Regions from separate parts of the Sus scrofa genome. Here region 2 is linked to region 1. Evidence: chromatin contacts called from public HiChIP or PLAC-seq data. All regions are on one chromosome and are shown on one strand. The core of a region is the stretch at or near the end of the contact, and the rest is flanking DNA. Distances in the headings are between cores, read along the strand shown.

What was found. HiChIP or PLAC-seq counts read pairs in DNA pulled down with a chosen protein or histone mark.
Region 2: a contact with region 1 is called in an H3K27ac HiChIP or PLAC-seq map of skeletal muscle. The contact joins the promoter of GNA11 here to the promoter of AES in region 1. A contact is called at or near these places in 2 of 47 Hi-C or Micro-C datasets (embryonic fibroblasts and liver) and 1 of 2 datasets of contacts at active chromatin or transcription factors (skeletal muscle).

What each region holds. Positions count from the first base shown.
Region 1 is chr2:75,490,020-75,494,523 of Sscrofa11.1, forward strand. It overlaps AES (amino-terminal enhancer of split), which reads left to right and starts at 2,189. Exons shown (of 7, transcript XM_021084158.1): 1 at 2,189-2,389; 2 at 3,524-3,621. The coding sequence starts at 2,363.
Region 2 is chr2:75,454,117-75,458,535 of Sscrofa11.1, forward strand. GNA11 (G protein subunit alpha 11) reads right to left here and starts at 2,739. Exons shown (of 7, transcript NM_001044538.2): 1 at 2,601-2,739. The coding sequence starts at 2,736.

The DNA of each region.
Region 1 (4,504 bases), core at 939-3,438:
ACACGAGGCCCTGCATTTTCATTTTGCCTTGAGTCCAGAAAATTCTGTACCCCATTCTGACTGGGGACTCCAATATGATTTGTGGGGTCTGCACATTCCAGAACTGTTAGGAATAAATTTTCTAAAAGTTTGTGCCTTTCTCTTTTTTCAGGGCAAGAGGGCATGCAGAAGCCCCAGGGCCAAGGATCAAAACTGCCACAGCAGCAACCAGCGCCACCTCAGTAGACAATGCCAGATGCTTAACCTGTGAACTACTAGGGAACTCCTGTGCCTTTTGTCTCATATGAGGGAGACCCTGCATTTTCGTAGCAGACCCCTTTGGATGCTATCTCATTTAACATGATGGTGTTTTCCTCATTGTGAATTTTTGGACATGAATTTTTATTGTTAAAAATATTGTGTTGGAGTTCCCATTGTGGCACAGCGGAAACAAGTCTGACTAGTATCCACAAGGATTTGGGTTCAACCCCTGGCACTGCTCAGTGGGACAGAGATCTGGCATTGCCATGAGTTGTAGTATAGGTAGCAGATGCAGCTCAGATCCTGTGTTGCTGTGTCTGTGGTGTAGGCCAGCAGCTGCAGCTTCGATTCGACCCCTAACCTGTGAACCTCCATATGCCGTGGGTGCAACCCTAAAAAGAAAAAATATATATACATATGTATAGTGTTAAAGTATTGTTTTATCTTGATGGGTTTTGGGGGTGGGAGGGGCTTAAATTTTGCTTATTCATCTCAACCTTGTCCTGGACCCTCATCTTCCTGGGAAAGGTGACCACGGTCCTAAGTCTCCATTTTACAAATGGGAAAACCCAAGGCTGGAAGAATTTAAATTCATCCAGGAGGCAAAGGTGCATAGTGGATGATGATGATGGTGACAATTAAGAGCCTATGTATTTAGCACTTCCTGGAACTTAATGTGCCTTATTTCTGGTTTCTTGGAGGCCTGCTCTCCACAGGAAAGGGAGAGAGATCCTATCAAAGTCCCCATCAGCCCTGTTTCTCCTCTGCCCACCATCTCACAGGGCTCCCATCTCACTCCGAGCAAGCCCAAATCCTCCCTGAGCCCACAAGGCCCTGCACCATCTGTCCCGCCTCATCACCAGCTACAGAATTTGCAGGCCCCAATGCAAAACAAGACCATTCAAAAATTATTAGGAATTTCCAGACCAACACAGCAGATCATCCACCCAAGCAGAGGCCCTTCTGGAAGCCAGGCCTCTGTGCAAATTCCAGAAGCTGCTAGCCCTGCCCCTCTGCTCCCTTTTCCTCTCAAGCACCCCACCCCCACCTGTGCTAGGCACAGTGCTGCCTCAGTACCTTTGCACTGGCTGTTTCTGCCTCCTAAAATAAGCGACCAACCCCATAGCCTACTGGCTCCCTCTCTCGTCTTCAGATCCGCTTAGCGGCCAAAGAGGTCCATCTGAGTTCCCTCTGTTTAAAATCACATCTTCCCGGCCCTCCCTCCTGCTTTCTTTTCTCTATAGCTGTTACCACCATCTGACCTGCCAGGGACCTGGCTCTTTGGCTGGTCTCTCTGTCTTCTGTCTTCTCCACCAGGGTAGGGACTCTGTACCCCCTCCCACCCCCACCTGGCACACAGTAGGCGCTCCATTAATGTGAGTCAAGGTATGGCTCCCAGGAGGTCGGCGGTATCATCCCCGCCTTTCTACGGAGGAGGAAACCGAGGCTCAGAGAAAAGCCAGTGAGCCAAGGTTACAGAGCATGTCCCTGGCACGCGTCCGGGTCGCGCCATGACAGCGCCGGCGGTTTCGATGGGGGCAGCCGGGCCCCAAGCTTTGACCGATGGGGAAACCGAGGCCCTGGCGGTTGCCGAGGCCACCCGGCCGGGAGGGGCCGCGGCGGGGCGGGGGCGCGCGGGCCCAAGGTCACCGCGCCGGCCGGCCCGGGGGAGGCGGATGGGTGGGGATCCGCGGGCCTCCCCGGGCGCGCGCCCCCCCCTCGGCGGCGCGCACGGGGCCCGGGAAGCAGCAGCGGCGGCGGCGGCGGCGGCGGCGACAGCAGCAGGTGGAGCCGGAGCCTCCGCGCAGCCGAGGCCGCGGCCACTGCCGGCGTCGCCGCCATTAGACAATAGGAGCGGCGGCCGGGCGTGCGGGGAGGCGGGCGGCGGGGAGGGGCGGGGAGGGGCGCCGGGCGCGCAGGAAGCGGGGCCCGGGGCGCGCCGGGGCCGGGCGCGCGGGGAGGGGGCGCAGGAAGCGGGCGAGGCCGGGCGCGGGAGGCGGCGGCGGCGGCCCCGGGAGCTGCCGATCGGCTCCGGGACAAAGGCGCGGCCGCCCGGCGCCCCGAGCAGCCCGAGTCGGGGCGCACAGCCGGGGCGCAGCCTGCGCCCCCCGCCGCGACTGACATGATGTTTCCACAAAGCAGGCATTCGGTAAGCGGGGCCCGTCGGCCCGGCGGCCCCCCCCCCCCCCGTCCGGGCCCGGCACCCCCGGTTCCCAGCCCAGCCACCCCCCCCAGCTCCGGGCCCTGCGTCCCCCTACGTCCTGGCCCGGTATCCCCAGTTCCCAGCCGGGGCTATTCCCTCCCCCAGGTTCGGGCCCTGCGTCCCTCCAGGTCGGGGCCCCGTACCCTCCCATATCCGAACCCAGCGCCCCCTCTAGGTCCAAGCCCTGCGACCCCCTTCCAGGTCCCTGCCAGGCCAACCCCCCGCCTCCAGCTCGGCACCTCCCCCCAACTCCTGGGCCCAGTCCCCTCCAGCTCTGGGCCCAGAGCTGCTCCCCCCCCGCAACCGCCGCCAGCTCCGGGTCCCCCTCCCAGCTTCCGGGCCCAGAGCCCCCCCAGGTCCCCTTTTGCCCCCAGCTCAGAGCACGCCCCAGACCCTGGACCCTGCGCACCCCCACCCCAAGCCAGGCTGGGCCTCGCTGGCCTTGGCCTGGGGCCTGGGGCGCCCCGGGAGCCCCACTAGGCACCTCTAACGCTGGGGCTGCTTTTGGGGCCTGGGAGTGGGGGAGAGTCAAGGCGCACCCCTCCCGGAAGAGCGCGCGGCCTGGAGGAAGGGTGCTAGGAATCTGGGGTGGGCCCCCGCACCCCCGGAAGATTTTGGGCGCTGAGAGCCCCCTCTCCCAAGGGGACTTTGCCAGGAAGCCTGCCCCCGCCTCCCAGCTTTGGGGAGGGGGATTCACTAGGACGCGTTCTCCCCCCTCCCTGAGGCAGTTGGGACGCTCAGACGTGCAACCCCTCCCGGCGCTGTGGAGGCGCGGTAGAGGGCGCACCCTACCCCCCACCAAGGGCGGCCCTTCAAATGCACCCCCACAGCCTGGGGGTGGAGGGGGACGAGCGGCTCCGGGAGCACCCACCCTCCTTAGCTTCTCGGGGAGAGGCGGGGGCAGGAAGCGAGGGCGGGGGCCGAGCCAGGGGCTGTAAACACAGCCAGGGAAGTGGGGCAGGGTGTGGGGGGACGCTGCAGCTGCGCAGGCCGCAGCCTGGTGGAGGGGGGGCGCCCTCAGGGAGGAAGGTGGGTGGCGGCCCCCTCCTGGTCCTGACCCGGGCCGCCCCCTCCCCACAGGGCTCGTCGCACCTACCCCAGCAACTCAAATTCACCACCTCGGACTCCTGCGACCGCATCAAAGATGAGTTTCAGCTCCTGCAGGCTCAGTACCACAGGTGAGCTGAGGGCTGGTGGTCCCTGCCCTGGGTGAAGGTGGAGCCCCCTGCTCAGAAGGCAAGACTGAGGCCTGGAGCTGAAGTTGTGGTCCCTGCTATACACACAGAATGGGGGGAAAAAATCGGTATTGAGTGTCTCATGTGGCAGACCAGGTCTCCAACACTTACGGATATTAAATTCATTTAGTCTTTAGGACAGTCCCATTTCATAGAGGAGAAAACTGAGGCACAAGAATTTAAATAATTTGCCCAAAGACTCAGCCGTCTGGTTTCCAAGCCCCTCTCCCCTCCCCCACCCCCACCCCAGACTGCGTTGGATAAAAGACCTCCCAAGAGCTGGAGTTGGGGGCTGGATCTTCCATCGCCCCACCCACCCCTCAAAAGAAAGTCTATAGCTTGTTATCTCTTTGCCTAGTTTTGGAGAAAAGGTTTCTGGCACCCAGCAGCAAGGCGATGCTCCCTCCAGAATTTAATCTAACATTTCTAAAGGGCTTGCCATGTGCCAGATCTAAGAAAAAGGAACTATTATTATCTTCATTTTACATTTAGGGAAACTTAAACCCAGAGGTGATAGGGGTTTCCTGGGGTTGCCCAGCAGGGAAGTGGCAAAATGAGATTCTCACACTCAGTTTCTGGGTTGAAGACTGCAAAGTCTCAAGCCTTAGCTCCGGAGGGGGTCTTTGCTTGAGAATCAGAAGGGGGTCCATGGCCACAGATACCAGTGGGGTCTTGGGCTTTCTCTGGACCTCAGTTTGGTCACACAAAAGTGTTCTATGAAGGATCCTGAGTTTTCTCCAAGAAGAGATAGGAATAGTGAGATCTGTTTTTCCTTTGGGGGTGTTCCTATCCTCCCCATTTGCCAAATACTGAACATACATCCTTT
Region 2 (4,419 bases), core at 1,489-3,988, 35 kb before region 1:
AACAGACAAGGGGCTGCTCGGTGGTTCTCTGCTGAGTGACAGAAATGCAGGGACAAAGCGCTGCACCTGTACCAGGAGAGTTCATGGGAGGCCGAAGCCAGCAGGAAGCTGGCTCCCGAACCCCTCCGGGAGCTCCTAACTGGAGCCGGGGTTCTCTCCTGTCAAGTGGGAGAGAGCTGCTGCGCGGTGGGCACTGTGGCCACTGCAGGGACAGTGCGCTACTCCCAGTCCTCACCACAGACCGATGTCAACGAGGACATGGCCCAGAGTAAGAGAATCAACGAAACTGAACACGGACATCACATGTGCTCAACTATGAACTGCATATTGAGTGCACACATATACCTGGCTTTGGACCAAACAAACAAAAGTATTCACTTCTTTAGGATTCACAAAACACCTGACGAAATAACTTACAGTGATCATGCACCAGCTCTGCAACACGCACCTCACATGGCATGCTAACACGGCATGGAGGCATTCTAATAACATAAACACGGGTGATTCTGCTTCCAGAGGACACTAGGCCATGTCTGGGAACATCTGTGGTTGTCACCAGTGGGGGTGCTCCCAGCATGGAGTACAAAAGGCAGGGATGCTGCTTGGCCCCTCGGCCCCCAGCACATCCCTAGGACCTTGACCCAGCCTTACAACCGTCCTCCTCGTGTCATAAAACTTTGCCTTGGACCATCATCATCCTAACTGCCTGCCATACCTAGGACCTAGCTTCTCAAATCAGACTCCCCACCTCCTGCACGCTCGCAGGGCAGGGCTGGGTGCTTCTCTCAGGGGAGGAGTAGGATCACAGACACAGGTGCTCCCACAGCCAACACCCCACACCCAAGGGTGGGCAACAGATGCTTCCAGAGCCCCTGCAAGCCTCCTCAGTCCAGGCCCAGGGAGACCAGATACACATACCAAGGATGCAGGAGCACCCACCACCATGTCAGTCTGGGGCCTGGAAGGGCTCAGGGCTGGCAGTGGGAGCAACTGCGGGCTCACGCAGCCCCCAGCCTCCAGCCTCCAGCCAGGCCATGGGTCTGGTAACATTAATATGCTGGTAATTTTGAAACCCCAGTTCTGACAATAAAGTCTACCTCTTCTGGCAAAAGCCAGCCAGTGCCACGCTGTCCTCCCAAATGCCACTGGGACTCCACTGCCAGTTTTCTCCAAACTTTAAGGTTACTCTCTGCCTGTCTTTGCTGCAAAGATGGCCCATGTTATAGCCTTTAGGTAAAGCGGAACAAATTTGGGGAAAAGAAATTGGCAAGGTATTTTATCAAAGAGAGGACAGGGGGGGTCCCCACAGGTGGGAGAAGTAAGATGTTCCCACCAAGACCTGCAGCCTCCACAAAGTCATTCCTCCACCATGCAACTCAGTGACTCCAAACCCTGCACCAATAAGCCGGTACACCCCTCCGCGGCAGACCCCTCCTCCACCCACGGCCCATCGCAGCTGCATTTCCAACTTTCCCACAGTGCAGGAATGCAGCCCAGGTCCAGAGAAGGTAGGGCAAGGGCTTCTGTTGTGTAAACGACCTTCTTGCCTTTGACTGCGGAGGTAAGGCCTCCAACAACCCTTATTTGGGGTGACAACACTTCGCTGACAGCTGGGCCGACTGGCTCCCACCAACAGGTGTGCCTTGGGGAGATGGAGATTCGAACAGGAGTCTTCTCCAGGAGGAGAGGAGGACCGGGGAGCCCAGGCTCCCACTAAGACATAGGGGGGGTTGCCGAGTTGGCCAGTTCTGAAAACCGGCTAAGGCCCCTCTGGGGCTCCACCTGCCCCGACCCCAAGAAAAGGGGACAGGCTGTCTTCTCGCCCATGCGGTGTACCTCACTGGCAGGGACATGGGTCTTCCCCACACAGACTGGTCTGAGAGAACGGAGATTGGAGGGGCCCTGCACGCAGGGAACAGGGCTCCACCTGGTGGGAAGAGTGGAGAAAGGATCCCAGGAGGCAAGGGGCACATCTACTGGACTACAGCCGGAAGGTCTGGACCTGAACAGATGCTGGGGTCAGCAAGGGGGGCACACCTGGTGGGGGAGAGACGGAGGGCCAGCCCTGTGCAGGGAGAGGCCGTGTCTCAAGAGAAGGGGCATAGGGCAGACCCTCCAGGGTTATGGGGGCCTGACCTGGAGAGCAGAAGCAGAAGCTGGCCCTGCAGGGATCAAGGAGTGGACAGCAGAGGCCGGGACTGATCCCGAAGCGTCCTGGGAGCCCACCTGGACAGGAGGGGCGAGGGCTAATCCTGAAGGAACCCGGGCCCGTTCTGGACAGCAGAGACTGGGGACTGACACTTCGGGGATTGGGGATCAGGGCCCTGCCATGGAAAGAAGAGGCACGGGCAGATCCTGAGGCTCTGGGGCGCTGATGTGGACAGCAGAGGCAGGAGCTGGCCCCTCGCGTTTCAGGGACTCAGCCTGTACAGCAGAGATTGGGGATGACCCTGCGGGGTTTAGGTGGCCCAGAGGCCGACGGCACCGAGTACGCTGACCCCAAGGCCCGGGGTCCCCACCGTGGACACCACGCAGGGCCGCCACGCTCGGCCGTCCCCGCGCCGCTGGCCCTGGGGACCCCGCAGGCCAGGCCCACTCACCGAGCAGCAGCAGCTTGAGCTCGCGCCGGGCGTCGCGCTTGTCCCGCCGCAGCTGCTTCTCAATCTCGGCGTTGATCCTTTTGGACTCCTTCACCTCATCGCTCAGGCAACACGCCATCATGGACTCCAGAGTCATCGTTCCGGCCCCGGCCGCCCGCCGGCCGCCCCCGCCGTCGCCCCCCGGCCGGCCCGGCCCTGGCCCGGAGCTGCCCTGGCCGCGCCCGCCTGGCCCTCGGCGCTCGGCCCCCGGGCCGGCGGTCAGCCTCGGCCACCTGCGAGCGCCGGTCCCGCTTGGCCGCTGATCCCGCCCGGACGCCCTCTGCCCGCGCCGCCGCCGCCGCCACTGCCGCCGCCACCGCCAACCGCAGCCGCCGCGACCGAGCGACAGCGCCTCACAACCTAACCCGCGCCCGCACAGCGCCGACGGGCGGCCAGTGCGGCCAATGGGAGGGGGCGGTGGCCCGCGCGCCCGCCGCGGGGGCGGGACTAGCAGCTGGGCTGGGCGGGGCGTCGCACGGGCGGGGCGGGGCGGGGCGAGGCGGGCGCGCCCGAGGGTTAGGTTGCGCCGACGTGGGAAGGGGGACGCGCAGCTGGGAGCCGGGCGGGGCCGCCCGGGATTGTGGGAATGTGGCGGACTCTGCAGGGCGGCTCGGCTGCGCTCGGCTCCGCTCGGCCCTGCTCGGCTATGCTGGAGCTAAAGGCTCAGATCCGCAGCTGCTGTCGGTCGATCCGTCGGGCTCCATGTGAGGCAGCGAGGTACCAGCATTCACGGCCTCCCAGGACCCTGCCATTGCCTGACCAGAAATGAACCTTACTCTCAACCATTCTTGGAGCATGCATTAAGGGAACCTCTCCTATATACCAGACTTGGGCTTAGCATTAATGTAAGGCCTTCTGTATGCCAGGTATGGAATGAGCATTAATGGAGTACTTGCTGTATACCAGGCCTGGACCAGCTATTAATGCCGTGCCCACGATGTAACCAAGCATTAATGCAATGCCTGGTGTATACCAGGCAGGAAACAAACATTAGTGGAATGCTTACTGTAAACCTTGCATGTCCAAGCATTAATGCAACACTTGCTATATACCAGGCATGGACCAGGTATTAGTGCAGCGCTACTATATTACAGTCAGGGAACAAGGATTAATGAAGTGCCTACTATATACCGAGTCCTGCCAAGTTAATTTTATGGTAGCATAGCCACGCCCATTCATTTATGGAGATTTGCTGCCTTTACCCTGCACCAGCAGAGTTATGTAGTTGCTACAGCCCTAAAATATTTACTATCTGGAAGTTCCCATCGTGGCTCAGTGGTTAATGAATCAGACTAGGAACCATGAGGTTATGGGTTCAATCCCTGGCCTCGGCTCAGTGGATTAAGGATCCAGCGTTGCTGTGAACTGTGGTGTAGGTCGCAGATGTGGCTTGGATCTGGCATTGCTGTGGCTCTGGCATAGGCTGGCGGCTACAGCTCCAATTTGACCTCTAGCCTGGGACCCTCCATATGCCGCGGGTGCAGCCCTAGAAAAGACAAAAAAAAAAAAAAAATTTCACTGTCTGGCCTCTTAACAGAAAGAGACCTAGAAAGAGGCCCAAACACACAGGAGGTACTCAACCCATGTGTTTCGAATGATGGGAAAAGTATAAAAGTCTGAGGTGCTCCTCATGCTGAGACCCATTTCATGGACAAGGAAAGTGAGGTGCCATTCTCCACAGTTCCCTGACATCGGCACCTCCCCCAGCCCTGACTTGGCTGGAACCCCCACCCCCACCCCCGGCTCTGCCCAGATCACATCATGTACCTTCCAAGCTGCA